Regions from separate parts of the Mus musculus genome. Here region 1 is linked to region 2. Evidence: chromatin contacts called from public Micro-C data. All regions are on one chromosome and are shown on one strand. The core of a region is the stretch at or near the end of the contact, and the rest is flanking DNA. Distances in the headings are between cores, read along the strand shown.

Region 1 (5,913 bases), core at 2,782-5,281, 270 kb after region 2:
TTATCAATGAGATGATAATCTATGCACTGGAGAGAATCAAAAATAGCACAAATGAATGTTCAGTGAAAAGGTTTTTTTTTTTTTATTCTGAAATTTTAATGTACTTTTTTTTTTAAGATTTGTTTATTTAAAGTATGTGAGTACATTGTAACTATCCTCAGACACAATAGAAGAGGGTATCAGATCTGATTACAGATGGTTGTGAGCCACCATGTGGTTGCCTGGAATTGAACTCAGGCCCTCTGGAAGAGCAGTCAGTGCTCTTAACTGCTGAGTCATCTCTCCAGACCCTTAATGTACTTTTTTGTTGATGAATTTCATACGTGCTTCTAATGTGTTGTGATCAAACCCAGATCACTCCCTTTCTTCTTATTCACCATATCACTTCATACTTTTCCCTCCTAAATTCATGTTAATTATATATAAGTTTGTGTGTGTGCGCATGCGTGTATAATATGCACCGAATTTACTTAGTGTTCTTTGTATGTGCGTGGGTTTAGGACCATCGACTAGAACATGGAACCTCATCCCTGAAAAACACTGATTTTCCTTCCCTTAGTAGCTACCAATTGCCAATAGCTCTTCAACTAGGGATAGGACTTCATGAGACCCACCCCAACCCATACTGAAATTTGTGGCTGCCTTGATCTTGTGAAGTTCTGTGCATTCAGCTTCAGGCACTGTGAGCTCATGTGTGTATGCCCTGTAATGTGTGGTAAATACTGTTTTGCTGGAGATGTCCACCCACAACATCTGGCTCTTACAACCATTTGGTCCTCTCTTCCCCAAACTTTGAGCCTTGGAGAGGGGTCTGTGATGTAGATGTCTTATTTAATGCTGAGTACTTCCACAGTCTCTTTTTCTCTGTACACCATGCAGAGTCTTTGTTTTAATTGTTATCTACTACAAGAATAATTGTCTCTGATGAAGGTTGAGAGGCGTATTTATCTGTGTGTATAAAGTTAAGAGCATGGGGGTCAGATTATTCCTAACTTGATTTAACACAGTATTAAGCATTAAGCTCTCCCCTGGGGTGTATGATCTAGCTAGCTATAGTTTTTGGCCTAGTTAATGCTCTCAAGAATGGATTTCATTTCAAAAACCTGCCTTAAATCCAACCAGGAAGTGGTTGGTTACTTCCATAACGCTCTTGTCATTTTTGCTTCATTGAACATATCTTGACAGGCAAGGTGATATATCTCACAAATGGGTAAAATTGTTGATTACTTTTCTACTCTCTGTGCATAGAGCTTTCCAGCACTAGGAAAGTTAGCCAGTGATGATAAAGCCAGGTCAGTCTCAGCTTGATTTCTCTATGTGCCATGATTGAAGGATGTGGTGTCTTTGGCAATAGGGTATCACCATTAAGTTCTGAAGGGTTACCTAGAGATATGGTAATATTTTGTAATGTTTTTGGATTCCATTGACCAACAACCAGAAAAGACATACATATACCTGGCACTGTATATTTGGTGGTGTATAGTTTCTGGGAGACATATTGTCTTCCATTATGGGGTAAGTGGATCAAGCACCTCAACATAAAACCACATACATTGAATCTAATAGAAGAGAAAGTGAGAAAGAGCCTTAAACTCATTGGCACAGGGGGGAAATTTCCTAAACAGAACTCGAATGTTCTAAAATCAAGAATTGATAAATGGGACCTCATGAAACTGGAAAGCTTCTATAAGGCAAAGGATATAGTCACTAAGACAAATTGACAAGCTACAGACTGGGAAAAAACTTCACTAACCCCACATCTGATAGAGGGCTAATATCCAAAATATATAAAGAACTCAAGAAGCTAATCACCAAAAAACCAAACAACCCAATCAAAAACTGAGGTATAGAACTAAATCGAGATGTTGAAACTGAGGAATCTCAGTGATGAGATTCACCTAAAGAAATGTTCAAAGTCCTTAGTGATTAGAGAAATGCAAATCAAACCAACCCTGAGATTCCACCTCACACCAGTCAGAATGGCTAAGATCAAAACCTCAAGTGACAACAAATGTTGGAGAGGATGTGGAGAAAGAACACTCCTTCATTGCTGGTGAGATTGCAAACTGGTACAACCACTCTGGAAATCAAACTGTAGATTCCTCAGAAAATTGGAAATAGATTTACCTGAAAACCCACCAATACCACTCTTGGAACTATACCCAAAAGATGCCCCACCATTCCATAGGGGCACATGTTAGCCAGAGGATGGAAACAACCCAGACAGATGTCCCATGACAGAAGAATGGATACAGAAAATGTAGTTCATTTACACAGTGGAATACTACTCAGCTATTAGAAATGAGGACATCCTGAGTTTGCAGGCAAATGGATGGAGCTAGAAAATATCATCCTGAGTGAGGTAACTCGGACCCCAAAAGACATGCATGGTATGTACTCACTAATAAGTAAATATTAGCCAAAAAATAAATACAGAATACCCAAGATAAAGTCCACAGAACTCAAAAAAGTCAACAAGATGAAGTGCCCAAGTGAGGACACCTCAGTCCCATTTGGGTGGAAAAAGAAAGCAATCACAAGTGGGGAGGGAGGGACCTAGGAAGGAAAGTGGACAGGGGCGGGGGAAAGTGTGTGTTGGGGGGGGAGAGGAACCTGATCTGGTACTGGGTGAGGGAAAAGGAATGAAGTCCTGAGGACCAGCAGAAAGAATGGAAACTGGCAACCTCCAGAGGTAGGGGGTGGAGGGGACCCTCCAGAATGCACCGGAGACCTGGGAGGAAATTCCCAACAGTAGGGAGAGGGAATTTACAGAGCACACCTCCAGCAGGAAGAAAGGGCATCCCATAGTCACAACTCTGACTCACAATTGTTCCTGTCTGAAGGAATTACAGGGATGGAAATGTAGAGGAACCTGAGGAAAAGAAGGTCCAAAGTGGGAACCAGTTCAAGGGGAGGTCCCAAGGCTATGGAGCGCTCACAAAAAGGGACCTAGAATGACCTCACTCCAGAAGACCCAACAAGCAGCTGAAAGTGCCAGACACAGATATTTGCACCCAGCCGATGGACAGAAGCAGCTGACCCCTGTTGTTGATTTAGGGAAAGGCAGAAAGAAGCTGAGGAGAAGGGTGACCCTGTAGGAGGATCAGCAGTCTCAATTAATCTGGATCTCTGAGATCTCTTAAACACTGGACTACCAACCAGGCTGCACACACCATTTGCTATGAGGCCCTCAATACACATACAGCAGAGGACTGCTGGTTCTATGTTCATTCAGAGATGATGCACCTAACCCTCAAGGGACTAGCGGCTCCAGGGAGATTGGAGGTCAGGTGGGGTGGGGGGTGGGGACATCCATGTGGAGATGGGGGGTTTGGAGGAGGTATGGGATGTGAACTAGTCAGAGGGTGGATGGTGGGGGGGAATAAAATCTGGAGTGTAAAAAAATTAATTAATTTATTAAAAAATTAAAACTTCATTGTATCTGTGTTTGAACGTACTTTAGGAAGCTTCTATGGTAGTAGGTTCAATATGGCCTCTTCATTGGTCTTCAGTACCTTCCTCATACTAAGTTCTCTGCCCTCTCATCCCCAATCGCATTTAACCCTTCCCTTTCCATTAATTTCTCCGTTCTCCCTCACACCATCTGTGTTTCACCCTCCTTCTCTTAAAACCTCCACAGCCCCTTCCCAGTTTCCTTGCTTCTATGAGTATTCCAATTTCAACACCCACATCCAAAGATTCAAAGCTAGAATGCACATAGAAGAGAGGACATGTGGCCTTCATCTTTCTGGGTTTCAGTTATCTCACTCAGAATGGTGGTTTCTTGCTCTACCATTTACCTAAGAACTTTAACTTTTCCTTTTTTCTTTATAGCAAAATGATACTTTATTTTGTAAATATACCATGGTGTCATTATCAATTGACCAACATCTATGTAGTTTTCATTTTCTGCCTATTGTGGGCATGGATATGTTAAAATGGATAAGCAAGTGTCTCTGTAGTAGGATAGAGAGTCCTTTGTAACGATGACAAGAGGTGGCAGAGCTGGATCATGTGGAACATTCATTTCTAGTTGTTTTTGAGGAAGCTCCAGACTGGTTTCATACTGACTACTGAGTTTCACTTCCACTAACAATGAATGAGTATTTTCCTTTGCCCATATAAATGCTAGAATTTGTTGTCAACGATTATAGCTGTTGTTACTGTAGTTCTTAGCCACTATGACTGGGCTAAGATGGAATCTCAGAGTAGTTCTAATTTGTATAGTGGGGAGTGAAATCTAGAAGGGTGAGGCCTACTGCACAGTCATCTTCCAGGTCCCGGTTGGAATCACATTTACCGATACCTTATTAGTCAAACTCAAAGTCAAGAGAAAAACAAATATATTCTTCTTTTATGAAAACTTGTGCACAGACTCACTACAAAGAGTGTAGCTATAGAAAGAAGTCAATCCTTGAAACCATCTCCAGGGAGATTTGGAAAGAAATAGCAATTATCCTGTTAACTCCCCGTAATGGCTTAGCCTAGAATTATCAGTGGCTCTGAGAATAAGCTTGCTTGCATGACTCGAGGAAGCTGGGTTTCTTTAGTTGGCTGTAGACCTCAACTTGTTCCTTATTACTGCTTTCCAAGAGTGTTGACCATACACCAAACCATAGGTTACGAATTCCTCTAGGCAAGAGTAGTATCTCCACTCTTCCCTTTCCTCCCTATATTCCCAAAGGAAAAATGCCTCAGTTTCATGTGTGTGTGTGTGTGTGTGTGTGTGTGTGTGTGTGTGTATTTGTATGAATATGTTTGGTGTGCACATGTATGTGGGGGGTGCATGTACCCACTTGTGCTCATGTGGTGGATATCAGGTGTGTTCCTCTACCACTGTATGTTATTTTTTGAGACAAGATTTTTCCTTAAGCCTGGGGCTTGTTATTTCGATTAGACTGGGTGCCCAGGAAGTTCCTAGGATCCACCTGTCTCTGTCTCTTCCTGGCTGGAGTTATAGACATATACATCAGCTCTTCCTCTGGCACAGTAAGAACTTTACCCAGTAAGCCATCTCCCAACCCCTCCCTTCCTATATTTTTTAACGGGAACTAATGGTTTCATAAGCTATCCAGTTGTCTAATTTAGAAACTTGAACTTTACTCTTGGTTCCTATGCTTCCGTCATCCTCTCATCCAATTTGTTTTAAATCTCTTTAATCTACATTCAAAATGTCTTTCTCTCTCATTTTCTCGATTGCCTTTTCCACTGAGGTCTTCCTTGACTTTTATCAGGATTGTTGCTGGCATCCTACCTGGCCTCTGTGCCTCTGTTGTTCACATCTCTAGAGCATCTCCTACACTCAAGCCATTCTCTTTAGAAAAAAAAACAAAACAAAACAAAAAAAAAACCAAGTTACATTTTGCTTAAGCAAAAGTCAAAGGCTATCCATAATAGAGAAGGGGCATTTCTAATCATTATCATCAAGCATCATTGTTATCTCAGTATTAGTCATGCTCTGCTCTGTGTTCCCCAGGCACTTTGTTCACATTCTTATGATAATGCCAGTGTCACATAAACAGGTATGCGCTGATTGCTAGCAGAAACCCCAGGAGGAAGTGAGAGCTGTTTTCACAAAGCAGAAACCTTTGCAGGGTGCATTGGGCCTAGTGCTGATCTTTCCTTTTCCAAGGTCAAGGTTATAAAAACCCTCACACTATCACACATTGGTGTAAACAAAGAATTGATGGCTGTATCAGGCCACAATCCAGAAAGGGCACCAGGAGAGAATAAGTGTCTGTAGCCCAGAGCTGCAAACACTTGCGCACTATCAAATCGGGAGCTGAAGAATTGCCATTATGAAACCTGCACCTTGAGAATAGTGAGAGAAAGAATGTCAACTTTCTACACTAGTAGGCCAGCCTTTGCTCAAAACCACATAGGGAGGTACCAATTTTGGAATCAAAGGTACTG
Region 2 (5,852 bases), core at 3,002-5,501:
GAATTACAAACTGCTGTTAATTTGCATGCAGAGCTCTGTTCGACAACAAGGCAGTCACAGCAGGTAGCAATGTTTACTCAGACAATCAAGTTGTAATTTACTGAACTTGTGGATAAAAAAAATAAAAAAATAAAAAACAACATAGGATGTTCTTAATTGGTACATCACAACATTTTACCCAGCTCAGTGATTGCACAGCTATAGGTAAAGAACGAGACTAACACTGTGCTAAGGGATTGTCTAGTTTACAAAATGAAAGTAGAATCCCATGCACTCTGTGACACCTAACTTAACGGAGCACCCATCTTAATATCTCTATGTCATTCTAGAGAGCTGCTAATTGTGATAATATTAAAGAAATATTGGATTTTTGGTGATTCTAATTTATTAAAAAATTTAAAAAACTTAGTTGTATTATTTGTAAAATGAAAGAAAAGACATGGTAATATTATACTGTTATTGTACTTTTAAAATATATATTTCTTCTATTACAACTAACATCTAAGATTGGCAAACATACACAGATAAAATTCTGAGGCCAAGAAAACAACTGCCAGGAAATATATATCTAGTTCAGGGTTCGGAAAACCAGATGGGATTCTGTATACTACACTAGGTTTTATTCAAGGCTCAGCAAGGAATTACAAGTCAGGTGGTCATAAGAGTCTTAAACACCCTAGTCAAGTGCTATATAGCTAGCCATACTTTCAAGCCTTGGTTTTCTAAGATGGGTTTGCTCTATATCCCAGATTGTTTTTCAAGATGATAATTCTCCTGCCTCTGCCTCCTAAGTGTTGGGGTGCACCTTCAAACTCAGCAATTCAGAGTGATAGAGTCAACTACATGGCATGACTGTGTCCTCACAAATTTCCCATGCATGAGAATCCTAACCCTAGAGACAATGTGTGGTGGAATCTCTGAGCGGTGACTAGGTCTAGAGGGATGTGCCACCAGGACGAGGAACAACTGTCCGCCTGGCCTTTCTTCGTGGGCCAGTAGTAGACAGGGGCCATGGTGGCTGCTGAAACTGGAGGAAGAAACCCCCTTCCAGCTTTCCAGGCAAGTGGCTGCAGGAAGGATGATGCTACTGGGTAACAAGCTGTTTTCTTGAACATAAAGAACCGAAGTGAATACAAGCAGAAAATACTCTAAGCACCTATTGGTGCCAAGACACTCCATGAGTTGCCCACCATGCAGAGATGAGTAATATTCAAGCCTTGGCCTGGAGGCGCTAAGAGTTTAATCATCTAACCATTGATCAAACAGGCACAATAAAGAGTGATAAATAGGATGTGCTGGAAGTATACTCAGAGAGCATCAGGGTGCGCTAAGATAGAGAAGCATCTAACTCATGAGGGGTGTATCCAGAGGAAATGACACTTGAAATGAATTTTAAAGAACGATAGGATTTAGAGGCAGGGAAGGAGGGGCCCGTGCACAGACGGGGACGGAGAGATTGCAAAAGAGCACAGGGGAATCGAGAACTCAGATCCGAACCAGGAAGGAGCACAGAACGGGTTATTGCAGAAACGTTATTTTAAAATAGATTTCACTCCAGACCAAAGATTTATGACAGAATCTTAGGAAAGTGCTTAAAAAATATGCCACCCTTTTGGTCTTTGTTGATAAGTAGGGTTTGGTATTGTGGTGTTTTCTGTCTTTTTTTTTTTTTTAAGAAATAATTTATTTTGATTTTACGTGTAAGAATATCATGTCTGAGTGTATGTATATAACTCGGCACCATGTAAGGGCCAAGTGCTAAGTGTGAGACCAGAAGAGAGCACTGGCATCAGAGCTTACTGTTGGCTGTGAGCGGCGGTGTACAGATGCTGGCAATGCAACAATGGTTCAGATGCTCCTACATATGGAGCACCCTCCCAGCCCCAAATTGCTATTTCTTTTTTTTTTTTTTAAAGATTTATTTATTTATTATATGTAAGTACACTGTAGCTGTCTTCAGACACTCCAGAAGAGGGCGTCAGATCTTGTTACAGATGGTTGTGAGCCACCATGTGGTTGCTGGGATTTGAACTCTGGACCTTCGGAAGAACAGTCGGGTGCTCTTACCCATTGAGCCATCTCACCAGCCCCCGCTATTTCTTAAAAAGACTTTCCTCCCCGATAACAGAAGTAAATATATAGGAAGCTAGGCACAGTAGCCATGGGCTTTTGTTCTATAATCCTGGCATTAAGGAAGTGAGGGGATCAGGAGTCCAAGATCAACCTTACCTACACACTAAATTCAAGGCCAGCCCGAGCTATACAGAGAAGCCTGGATGAACAATATACCTCAAAACAAAATATGTAAATAGCAGTAAAAATATAAGCGATGTAGTGCATCTCATTGTAAAAGATCATAACTTGGGCTTTCTCTTCGTCCTTTTCCTAATAAGACACAACGCTAACAGTAAAGTATTAAAGGCTGATGCAAAATTAAACAGTAACTTTTTTTTTTCTGTTTGCCATCCATTCTTCATTGCACAAAAACTTGCTGAGCAATGTCATAGGTATCCTTCTAAGGTGCTAAAATCATGACAAAAAAAGAAGTTAACAACCAAATTTACATACAGACGCCACAAGCATTCATAGACATTGGATCTCCCTGTCTTTGGGAAAGAGGACAACAGAAAAACAGAAAAACTATATGGTCATCTGGAGCGGATGTTTCTAAAAGTAGTCACTGGTTTGGACACAGAACTAACCATGATGCTGGAACATGTTACAATACTTGGGCATTCCAGCTCTAATGACTAAGTGTCTCGGAGACCTTAGATTTTAATTATAGCTTTTGTTGTTGCATTTGCTCAAGACTTTCCCTTTGTGGGCTCACCTCTGTCCTACATGACTTCAGTAACCCGAGGCCAGGGTTGCTGGACTTGCTAAGATTTTGTTGGCCTCCCAAAGGAAGGTCACACCATGAATGATGAAACAGATGTAGGGACGGCTAAGAAGTTAGAGCACTACCCAGGAAAAGCCCCAGCGATGGGAAGGGAAGTGAGTGACGGTCATGAGCCCAGTGAGCACTGGTGGGTGTGACCCACAAAACTGACCCTTGCACTATGATGCAACTATGGTAGATCTGTGGTGGGAAAAACAATAATTAGACCCCCAATCCAAATGTAAACACTTCCACAGGAGTCTGCTTAAGGAGGAAAACTCTTCCCACGGGACCTTTTTTAACCATTTTATTTTAAAGAGATCAGAAAGCCTCTCTGTGTTGAAATGTCTCAGTGGGAAGTTCTTTAGTACTGCTTCTTAAAACCGGCCTAACTATGACAATACAGAGGAACTGAGCCAATGAGTGGGAGGGCTTGGTGGGTTACGCCAAAGGCGAGGTTCAGGTCACAGAATACAACAATGTTGGTTTCCTGCAGGATTCGATGCATTTATTAAGATACAGGCGTCTAGTAAGTCTTCACCTTCAGGATAGTACTAGAACACAATCAACCCTCCTTTTGGAAAACTGTTTTCTAAATACCAATCTGCGGACAAACTCGGCAGGGAATGGTGTTTTACACCATTTAATGATTCTAGTGCTAAACCTGAGAAATATTAGCATGGCAGTGTGATGCACATGGTATGCTAGTCCGTTTGGGTTAACGTAAGCTGCAGTAACAAATGAGCCACTATCTCACAGTCATAGAGTTATATTGAGTGCTATAGTCTGCATGCTTTCCATGGGACCCAGGCAACACAATACCTTCCTTGCCTCTAGAATATAATTGCTTTCATGGCAGAGGGAACAGCAAGGAGAATGGAGCGTAATGCTTCTTCAAGACTTTCTTACAAAGTGGGGCAGTTGGCTTCATCTCACCGAGCATAGGCTAGAGCAGGAAAACAGCAGAAGTCAACAGTGTAAGAATATGTTCTGTCCTGAGTTGGGGGATGGGAAATTAAACACGGCGGATGAATGGCTGTAGCATTTTTCAGAACTTAGACAGCAGCTAAAAGAAAGTACAGTTAGGACTTCCAACCCTGTCTTTCCTCCAGACTTGTGATCACCATTAAATTGTGACCGAATCTTCTAAAGAGAAATATAACTCCCGTTCCCATGGCTGTTGTTCCTCATAAAGTACGCAGGATGCAGAATGAAACAGAACCAGAGAGGGTCACAGGACTAATTTTTCCCTTTGCGGTTGGATGTCAAACGGTTTCTTCCAACCCTCAATCATTCTTTCCAGAAGTTCAGCAGCTAGAGAGCCTGCATCGTGGAAGGAAGGGCCTGTCTCCTGCTCTGGCCAGCACAGGCTTCCTGACATCCGTATGGTACTTGGGGTTGGCTAGTGGGAGGAAGTAGTCGGAGAGAACAAAAGACACTGGAAGCTTTGCTACGAAGTAAGTAAGCAGAATTAGACCACTAGAAAGACAGACCTCCGCAGTTCTAAAGGGCATCTGAGGGCTCTGTTTCTTAGCAACATGTGGGAAACACCAGTCCTGTCTAAACCCTCTTGCAGCAATTACTGGTGATGATTTTGCTTCCTGTAAAGGGAGGCCAGGGTGAGCCTGCAACAGTAAGGAAAACTAGTCGACAGCAGAGTGACTCTTAAAAAAAAAAAAAAAAGTTGAAAGCCAGACATGGTGGCCCATTCCCTTAATCTTACTTAGCACTAAGGGGCTGGAGACAAAAGAAGAATCAGGAATTGAAGGCCAGTCCCAGCTACACAGGATGTTTGGGGTCAACTTCAGCCTTTTGAGACAGTTTTTTTTAAATTATATTTCATTTATTACTATGTGTGTATGTAGGTGGGAGTGCGTGTGTGTACTACAGTGTGTGTGTTAGAGGGCAGAGGACAACCTGAACCAGTTACTTCTCTCCTTCCACCATGTGGATGCTACAGATGTGGATGTTACAGATGTGGATGCTACAGATGTGGATGCTACAGATAGAACTCAGCTTCCTGGGCTTGAGAGCAGGAATCATGACTCGCTAAGTGATCCTACAGACCCCTGAAAGAGTTCCTTCCCTTCTCCTCACTGCTTCTCTTTCTCTTTCTCTTTCTCTACTTCCTGGAAGTAAGGAAGAACAAGGGCAACAGCGTGGTGCAATATTTATGGGGTTTTCCCAAAAAATAAGAGTCTGCTGTGGTGATACACACTTATAATCCTAAATACTCAGGAAACGGAGGCAAACTGAGCTTAGGAGCAGAAGACAGTTGTATCAGCCTGGGTAATATACTGAGATTACATCTCAAAGGAAATGGAAGACAAGAGAAGTAAGTGGAGGGGTGCATAGAGGGAAGGAGACCCAATAGATAACTGATCTGGTTTAGTTTCTGGCCACTCCTAAAGACTCATACTCCTAAAAAGGCCAGAGGTGATATTCTCTTATTACTTTGAAACAGCTACCCACCTGCTTAGGATTCAAAATCCCTAAGCCCTACCGATGTCCATCAGATAATTCTTTCCAGACTTCTACATATTTGGAAACTCACATTAGTTTACAAACAAAATGTTAGGGGAACTTTGTAAGCACAGAATTGGTTCCTGAGGTATTTTAAACAGAATCAGAAATGAATCCCCTCACTGGCCAGGAACTTTTGATAACTACTATAATGCAAACAACTAGCAATACTGTACTAGTAAGAACGCCTCTCCGGAGGCATCCAGCCATTCACCTAACGAGGCTTTTAAGTGACAACCTGTACCTAGACTAGTGCATACCACATCAGCTTCATTTGCCCCAAATCAACATGCCAAAGCCATCAGAGCAATGAATGGCCACCTCGCTGGCTCGCCAAAGGCAGATCCATGACTAATATGCTGACCTGACGGAATTCATGAATAAGTTGTTCCTTTAAATTATTGATGGAGCTTGTAGATGAAGGGACAGAGTGTTCTAGTTAGTGACAGCT

The links. Hi-C and Micro-C count contacts between places; a contact is called where the count stands out from the background.
Region 1: a Micro-C map of macrophages shows a contact between it and region 2, with 5 times the contacts expected there. The contact joins two enhancer-like sites. A contact is called at or near these places in 3 of 484 Hi-C or Micro-C datasets (macrophages, nephron progenitors and peritoneal macrophages) and 1 of 115 datasets of contacts at active chromatin or transcription factors (bone marrow-derived dendritic cells).

The regions. Positions count from the first base shown.
Region 1 is chr15:53,410,945-53,416,857 of GRCm38.p6, forward strand. It overlaps a transcript of Samd12 not described here. Among named protein-coding and RNA genes, the nearest start is that of Ext1, 68 kb to the left of the region's middle. Within about 2 kb of position 4,032, at least 34 of the 459 cell types and tissues checked have an H3K27ac peak or open chromatin away from gene starts, as enhancers often do. A contact at or near this core is called in bone marrow-derived dendritic cells, macrophages and peritoneal macrophages, where this site is marked.
Region 2 is chr15:53,136,165-53,142,016 of GRCm38.p6, forward strand. All of the region lies in intron 1 of Ext1 (exostosin glycosyltransferase 1), which reads right to left. Among named protein-coding and RNA genes, the nearest start is that of Gm41323, 210 kb to the left of the region's middle. Within about 2 kb of position 4,252, at least 117 of the 459 cell types and tissues checked have an H3K27ac peak or open chromatin away from gene starts, as enhancers often do. A contact at or near this core is called in bone marrow-derived dendritic cells, macrophages and peritoneal macrophages, where this site is marked.